Linked DNA regions of Mus musculus: region 2 is linked to region 1. Evidence: chromatin contacts called from public HiChIP or PLAC-seq data. All regions are on one chromosome and are shown on one strand. The core of a region is the stretch at or near the end of the contact, and the rest is flanking DNA. Distances in the headings are between cores, read along the strand shown.

Region 1 (3,756 bases), core at 677-3,176:
ACCTTTGGAAGAGTAGTCAGTGCTCTTGCACGCTGAGCCATCTTGCCAGCCCCAAAGACCACCTGAAGCTTCTGCCACTCTGATTTACCCTTGAACTGTGAGCCAAAATCAACAATCCCTTCCTTTAATTGCTTTGTTAACTAATTTTGTTCCAGCAACATGTAAGATAACTAATACAGCCATCTCCATGGAAAATAAATAGGCTTAGAACTTTACAGTGTCTTCTATATAAAAATTCATCCTATACTTCTGTTAGAAAAATACAGAGAAACCAACCACCATGACAAGCATAGAGGGAGGAGCAAAAAGAGTCTGTATAATAGTAAAGATATCAAATAGTTCAGGGAAACTGAAAGAGACACAAACATACTCAGTTAATAGGTATTTACACGAATTTAAAAAGAGTCTTTCCACAGTGGTACTGGAAGAATGGGATATCAGTTGTTTAAAAAAAACAAACAAACAAAAAAGAACTTCGGCACCTACTTCATTCCATACATATAAAGTATTTTGAGATGAATTATAAGACTGAAGGTAAAAATGATTCTTTTGAGGAAGACCAGGAGGAGAAGAGGAAGAGGATGAGGTAGAAGAAAAGGAAAAGGAGGAAGAGAAGAGGAGGATGAAGTAGAAGAGGACGCCGGGAAGAGGAGGAGGATAAGGAGTGTCTTAGCTACTTCTCTATTGTAGTCTCCCATAAGCCTGAAGCAGGCTAAGCCAGAACTTGACCTTGCAGCCACTAAGGTGATTATCTAGGGTGGAGCCTTCCTCCCTGGATCACTCTATTGTTCTGCTGCTGCTGCTGTTCCTCTTCAAGATACTGCTACCAGCTGAGAGCCCCCCCCCCCCAGCTATTCTGGAAACTACGCCCTATCCTGCACATCATCACCTGCAGCTGGTTCCAGGCTCCAAGAATGAATTGGTGGGGATGGACTTTCCCCCCTCTTTTATAAAGCATGTCCGCCATTAAAAATTTGAACCTTGAACAGACTAGCATGTCTTGGTTCCATTATTTCCCAACCCGCCTAGGCTCCCTCTTTTCTTCCAGATTCCAAGATGCCTTCCAGGCTCGAACCCGGACATGTGAACCACTGGCCGGCACCAACACTCTATTGCTGTCATAAGACACCATGACCAAGGCAACTGATAGAAGAAAGACTTTGTTGGCCTACCACTGAAATGGCTTATCATTTTAGAGGGTTAGAGTCCATGACCATCATGGTAGGGAGCATGGCAACAGGTTTCCAGGCATGGCACCAGAGCAGTAGCTGTGTGCTCACATCTTGAGACACAGCCACAAAGCAGAGACAGTGAGGATGGCACCAGTGTTTTGAAACCTCAAAGCCCACCCCCCAGTGACACACCTCCTCCATCAAGGCCACACCCCCTGATCCTTCCCAAACAGTTCCACCAACAGGGGACTAAGTACTTGAACACAAACCTATAGAGGACATTTTCATTCAGATTCCCAACAGGGAGAAGGAACAATGCTACTGGAAATACAATCTCAGTAGTGATAAAGAACAGATTAAAAAGGGGGGGGGGAGGTGGGGGGGGACTTCAGAAGGCCACTGGACACTTCTAAGCACAAAAAACAACTGGATATTTGAGAACAATTTTGTGGTGATCTCCCAGGCTGCACAGAGCAGCAACTGAAGACACAGATGGCAGTGAATAGCCCATGCGCCCTTTGATAAAAAAGGGACAACTCAGAATTCATACTTGTTGACTCAAACTAGCAGGCAATACTCAAATTTCAAGTAGCAAGACTGAAGGCTGGTTTTGAAACTATGTTTCCTCCTCACCTCATCAAGGAGGTGTTTGATGTAAGGCTGGTTGACACATGGTCCCCATTCAAGCTGAACAATGGTTGTCAGGTGGGGCTTCCTGGGAGGGGTGACTAGCCTTAGCAGCTTCAGAGAAGCCACTCTGGGACTGCATCCCTCAACATTAAGTTGTTTTCTTCTTGTTTTCAGAGAAAATCCTTATTCCAGTTAAGCTTCAAGCAGCATTTTCTACTAGCCAGAAAGACTTCTATGGAAATTGCACTCAAAACATAATGATGATGTGGTCCTGTTTAGGAATTTCTGGTTTCTTTCAGGTTTCTATGGATCCTAGCAGTTCACAATGAAGAAAGCACGCCAAGTCCTTCTGTATTTATTCAAAACCTTGTCTATCTACCTAACAAAATCCCAGAAAGGAAAATGCCCAAAAGTAAGTATGGGTTTGAGAGATGAGATCTAATTCATGTATCACTAACCCCCTACCAGAAGATGTTGGTTTGAATTTAATACTTAACCCTAAATTTCCTCTTCATTAAAAACAAATTATTATGGGAACTAGACAGGCTTAGTGGTTAGGAGAGCTGGCTGTTCTTCCAAGGGACCCAGGTTTCATTCCCAGCACCCACCCAGTGGCTCACAATATGTATATATGGTCTATAACTACAGTTCCAGAGGATTCAACACCCTCTTCTGGCCTCTGCATGCACCAGACACATATGTAGTCCACAGACTTACATGCAGGTAAAATACCTATACATATATATAAAAGAAGTATCTATCACAACCTGCCAGTGGCCTTTGCCAAGGAATTGAAGTTGAATTGGAGAGTCAGCAGAACTAGTGTTGTAGTAATAATTATTTAAATCCTGCCCTGAGGTTTCTACCCAGCCTTGGCTATTTAAGTTCCCAGACAAAAGACATACGCAACCTTTTTATTTATAATTAGCCTTAAACAGCACAATAGCTGGGTGAATACCTACCCTCCATGCTATTAGAATCTACTTTCCTATCGATAACCCCGAATCATTACTTACTATGTTCCATCTGGGCTGTTCTTAACTTCAGTTGGCCAGCCCTCAGGGTCTTGTTCTTATGGCTCACATAACCCATGGTGGCTTCTTCCTCCACCTGCACTCTCTTCCCTCATGGTCCTCCTCAGACTCCAAGCCCAAAACCCTAAACTCTACCTATGTCTCTTCTGCCCAGCTATTGACTGTTGGCATCTTTATTTACCAATCAGAAATAACTTGGGGGCAGGGTCACTCAGCATCTTACGTGAAGACTCTCTCTAGGGGCAGCCAGTCTTGGGGACCCCAAATTAGTAGTAGAATAAGCAGCACTAGGCTACCCACTACAGTAGAGGACTCTAAGCTAGTGCCTTTCCTGGCATTCTGTGAAACTTTTATTTCAAATAGCTCACAGAGAAACAAAGACAAACATACTGAGTGTTTCTCATTGCTATCACAGATATGCTCAGGATCCAGAATGCCTCATAGGAAATTGGGATTTACAAAATGTCTTGGGCACAATAAGCTGCATTGCTGAGGAGGGAGGGAACATCTTACTCAGGGCATTCCTCCCAGGGGAGTAAACAAAGATCTTTGGGAACAGAATTCACATCGCAGGATAGTGTAGGGAAGTCTGTCATGTTACATGTCACCCAGATTTGTTTAAGTCTGTGTATAGACATATATGGCCACATGCACAGAATGGAATTGGTTCTCTCCTTCCACCATACAGGTCCCAGGGATGGGGCTGGTAGCAAGAGCTATTACCTACTGTGTCATCTCTACAGCCTCCATATTGTCTTCTTGGCAACATATCCCTTCCAGTTCACCTGGGAGCATACAGAAAGCAGGAGCGTCACAGAGTCAAGCCCTTGTTGGTTGTCTTTCCTGAGATGGCTACAAGCAGGGGCAGGAGAAAAATTGGGAGGAAAAGGTTAAGACAATAATCAGGCATTGGGAAAGCT
Region 2 (3,886 bases), core at 1,244-3,743, 50 kb after region 1:
TTCCAGAACAATTCTTGAGTGTAACCTCCCCTCCTCGGCCTGAAATCTGGCTGATCAGGTTTGACTGTTAGTGCTAGGAGAGCATCAGGGGTGGAGCCTGCCACCCTATCGGTCTGCCACTCCCACTGCTACTGCCTGCCTTCTAGCGGTTCCGGAGCCGACTTGAGGTCACCTGAAACTGGACTCCAAGGATGATTTGGCTGGAATGGGCCCCTCCCCCTTCTTCATAACCCAGTGTCTCTGAATAGTAAAATTGAACCTTGATCAAACTGATGTCTTGGTTCCATTCTTTCCCGCGCCGCCTAGTTCCCTCTTCTCTTCCAGATTCCAAGATGCCTTCCAGGCTAGAACCCAGACATGTGGGCCACTGGCCGGCCTCAACACTTGAGGGTATTGGCCTGAATGTCTGTACTCCTTCATATACACCCACCCACCTACCTGCAGAAGCCCACCTTGTTTACTGTGATTGTCTCACCAAAGAGTAACTTACTATTTCGTGCCTTTGTGAATTATACTGAACCTGATTAAGAGGTTCAATTCATTGGGTAGTGTAAGCTGGTAGTGACTCAGCACATAAGGGGGGGGAGGGGGGGAGCCAGGAATCACACAGTGTAACTGTATAACACTATGTACAAAGTTTCAACTGAGGACAAGTGATCCTTTGAAGAAACAATTTAGCCCAGCATGGTGATACACGCCTTTAATAGCAGCCGAGCCAGAAGCAGAAAAGTCTGTGAGTTCTAGGACAGCTAAGATTACACGGACCCTGTCTCCAAAACAAAAACAGAAACAGTTCACCTAGGCCAAGAAACAAAATGTTTCTTAGTCTCAAGTGATAACCCAGGGAATAGAAATTAAAAGCAAAGGGGCAAAGGAGGGTGTGGCGGTGCATGCGTCTCACCTCCGCTCCACCAGGGCCAACACTGTGATCTGGTCTCAAGTGAAGAAGACAGAAAAGAAGAAACCGTTTCCCTCCAAGTGCATAGCATAGTTAGAGTCAGGCCTCACACTGGATGTGAACCAGGGATGGTCTTGAACTCTTGGTTCTCCTGCCTCTACCTCCTTAATCCTGGGATTACAGGCATTCACCACACCCTCTAAAAATCACACCCTATCCCAGGTGTAAGTCTCCTCTTCATCTGTCATTTATAGTCTATGAAATACATTTATTTGCTATTTGTAATATTTGAAATTATCATTATTTTCAGGACAGGGTTTCTCTGTGTACTCCTGACTCTCCTGGACTCACTTTGTAGACCAGGTTGGCCTTGAACTCGCAGAGATCCAAGTGCTGGGATTACAGGCATGCACCACCATGCCCGGCTTAATATTTTAGTCTTCTGGTCAGTTGGATTCTATAACCACAACCTCATGGGGAGTAGCCAGTTCTCATCTTAGGGAACAGCCTTTCGTGTACAGATAATTATGACAAGTGATTTCATTTGCTTATTTTACTATGATCAGATACTAGTTGGGGGAAGCAAATTTCCAGTCATTACAGAAGAAATTAGAATTGTAGTTCTAAATTTTACCCAACAAAATTATCCTTTCTCCATGTACTAAATAGTAGCGACAGAGATACAAATAGGAAACCAGAGTTGTGAGAAGTCAGGATTCTATAGATTTTGTGAACATAACATTCTATTGTCAGAGAAGAAAAGGAGGCTCCAATCTACTCTTTCATCTACTTCCCATAACACAGGTATTGTTTAGTATTTTTGTTTTCAATTCTTGTTAACTGTACTATGGGACCCCTGAGGATTCATTTCATCAGAAAACATGGGCCTTTAAAGTCTTTCAGATCATGTGTTTGTCAGGGTTGGTTAGAGTCACAGAACTTATGGAAGGTCTCTATATTGAGAGATTGAGGGAATTTATTGTAATGGCTTACACTCTCTAGTCCAACTAACCCAACAATGGGCAGCTGTGGATGGGAAGTCCAAGAATCTAGTAGTTGCTCAGTCCCTCGGGTTAGTTGTTTGAGCTGCTCTTCTGTAGAAGTAGGTTCCCACAGATGTGCTGGCTAGTAGGTGCAAGCAGGTATAGAGTGAGTCTTCCTTCTCCCAATACCCTTATGTAGGCCTCCAACAGAAGGTGTAGCCCAGATTAAAGGTGTTTACCACCACCCCTGGAATCTGAGACTTGCTTTGTCCCAGGCTGACCTTGAACTCAGAGGTCTGCTTGCCTCAGTCTCCTGGAATTACTTACTAAGCTTTTCATGGCCATTGTGCCTCAAGATCTCCATGTCAAGATCCAGGTCAGAAACTTGTATCTTCCAGCCTCAAGATCTGGGTCACAGGTGAGCCCTCCACTTCTGGACTACAGTTCATTCCAGATAGAGTCAAGTTGACAACCAGGAATAGCCACCACAGGTTATAACTTGGGTTTGTTTGTTTGTTTTTTTTTTTTTTACTTTTACTTTATGTATATGAGTGAGTGCACACGTATCTGCCATGTACGTGTAGTACCTAGGGAAGCCAGAAGAGGGAGTCAGATTCCCCGAAACTGGAGTTACAGATGGTTGAGAACCAGCGGGTGGGGTGCCAGGAAGTTAGGTCCTGTGAAAGAACAGGAAGTGTTCTGACCCACTGAACTCTCTCCAGCTCCAAGTCCCACTTTTTAGACTTTCTTTGTTGGGTTTTGGTTCTGTGGGTGTTTTGTTTCTGTTTTGTTTTTGAGACAGGGTCTAACTCTGCAGCCCTGGCTGGCCTGAAATTTGCTATGTAGATCAGACTGGCCTCAAATTCATGGGGATTCATCTTCTGCCTCTCAAGTGCTGGGATCAAAGGTATGTGCTACGACTCCTTACAAATTGTCTTTCTTTTTCAATTAACACTTTATCAATATATCCTGTCTTTCAACATTTTGTTTTGTTTGTCAGTTTTTTGGGTTGTTTTGTTGTTGTTGTTGTTTTCATTTTTTTGAGTCAGGTTTCAATGTTCTGGACTTGATTTATAGACCAGGCTGGCCTCAGACTCACATAGATCCACCTGCCTCGACTCCCTGGTACTGGAACTAAATCCATGTACCGCCACACTGGACTTCTAACATAAAATTTAAAGGTATGTCCTTTAGTATTTTTAGCAAATACAGCATGTTCTGAAATAGACTATTATGCCTCCAAAGAGGGTTTTTCTTTTCTTTCTTTTTTTTTTTTTTGGCTCTAATATTGAGTCCGTTTGACTTTAAAACAACAAAAAACCCCATAATGTTACCGTTGGAAACTAGTGGTCTTGTAAGGTTTGGATAAAAATCACCTGGAATTTTAGTATATCTCTTATTAATAAGAGTGAATAGAGCAGCGTTACTGCCCAGATTGTTAATTTGTTATATTTTTACCTGCTTTATTATCAGTAAGTCACTGTTATCCACGTGGTTGGAACTGGTTATTGTGTCCCCTTTTTATTACTAGGGAGATGATTATGTATTTATTTGGTTGTAGGAATTTGAATGTAAATAGAAATACCTCCCCACACCCCATGAAGTTTTCTTTGGAAGATTTAAAAGAGGTTTGTGTTCATTTAAAAACTGGATTATTTCTGAATTATACTGAACGACAACCCTTCTATGAAGTTAGTAAACTTTTTGAATCTTTTTTCACATGGAGATTTGGTTTTAGTATATGATTTGGGGATGTCAAAGCTCTTAAATAAGAAAGATCTTAACAGTGTGCTGTGGGAGAATGAAAAACGTGTAAAGCTGTCGAGTCCCCAGCTTGCCTGCTACCTATGTGGATGTGTTCCCCAGGAGAATCAGCCCACGTGGGAAGTGAGAAATAAGACTCATGTGCTTAAGTCCTGATGTTCTGCAGCACCTGAGGAGTTAACTACTTGTAGGACCCTTCTTATCCAGGCTGGCCTGGTCTTTGTTCATTCGCTGTGTTGTC

What was found. HiChIP or PLAC-seq counts read pairs in DNA pulled down with a chosen protein or histone mark.
Region 2: a contact with region 1 is called in an H3K27ac HiChIP or PLAC-seq map of embryonic stem cells, with 13 read pairs. The contact joins the enhancer-like site here to the promoter of Mgat4f in region 1. A contact is called at or near these places in 7 of 39 promoter capture datasets (the HPC-7 cell line, Sertoli cells, epiblast stem cells and 4 more), 20 of 484 Hi-C or Micro-C datasets (the BV-2 cell line, the G1E-ER4 cell line, the HPC-5 cell line and 14 more), 5 of 115 datasets of contacts at active chromatin or transcription factors (the HPC-7 cell line, bone marrow-derived dendritic cells, embryonic stem cells and 1 more) and 3 of 9 other capture datasets (adipose tissue, liver and pancreatic islet).

Annotation. Positions count from the first base shown.
Region 1 is chr1:134,384,014-134,387,769 of GRCm38.p6, forward strand. It overlaps Mgat4f (MGAT4 family, member F), which reads left to right and starts at 1,927. Exons shown (of 4, transcript NM_173771.4): 1 at 1,927-2,214. The coding sequence starts at 2,205.
Region 2 is chr1:134,433,083-134,436,968 of GRCm38.p6, forward strand. It overlaps Adipor1 (adiponectin receptor 1), which reads left to right. Exons shown (of 8, transcript NM_028320.4): 8 at 1-269. Among named protein-coding and RNA genes, the nearest start is that of Adipor1, 20 kb to the left of the region's middle. Within about 2 kb of position 2,494, at least 26 of the 459 cell types and tissues checked have an H3K27ac peak or open chromatin away from gene starts, as enhancers often do. A contact at or near this core is called in the G1E-ER4 cell line, bone marrow-derived macrophages, embryonic stem cells and 1 more, where this site is marked.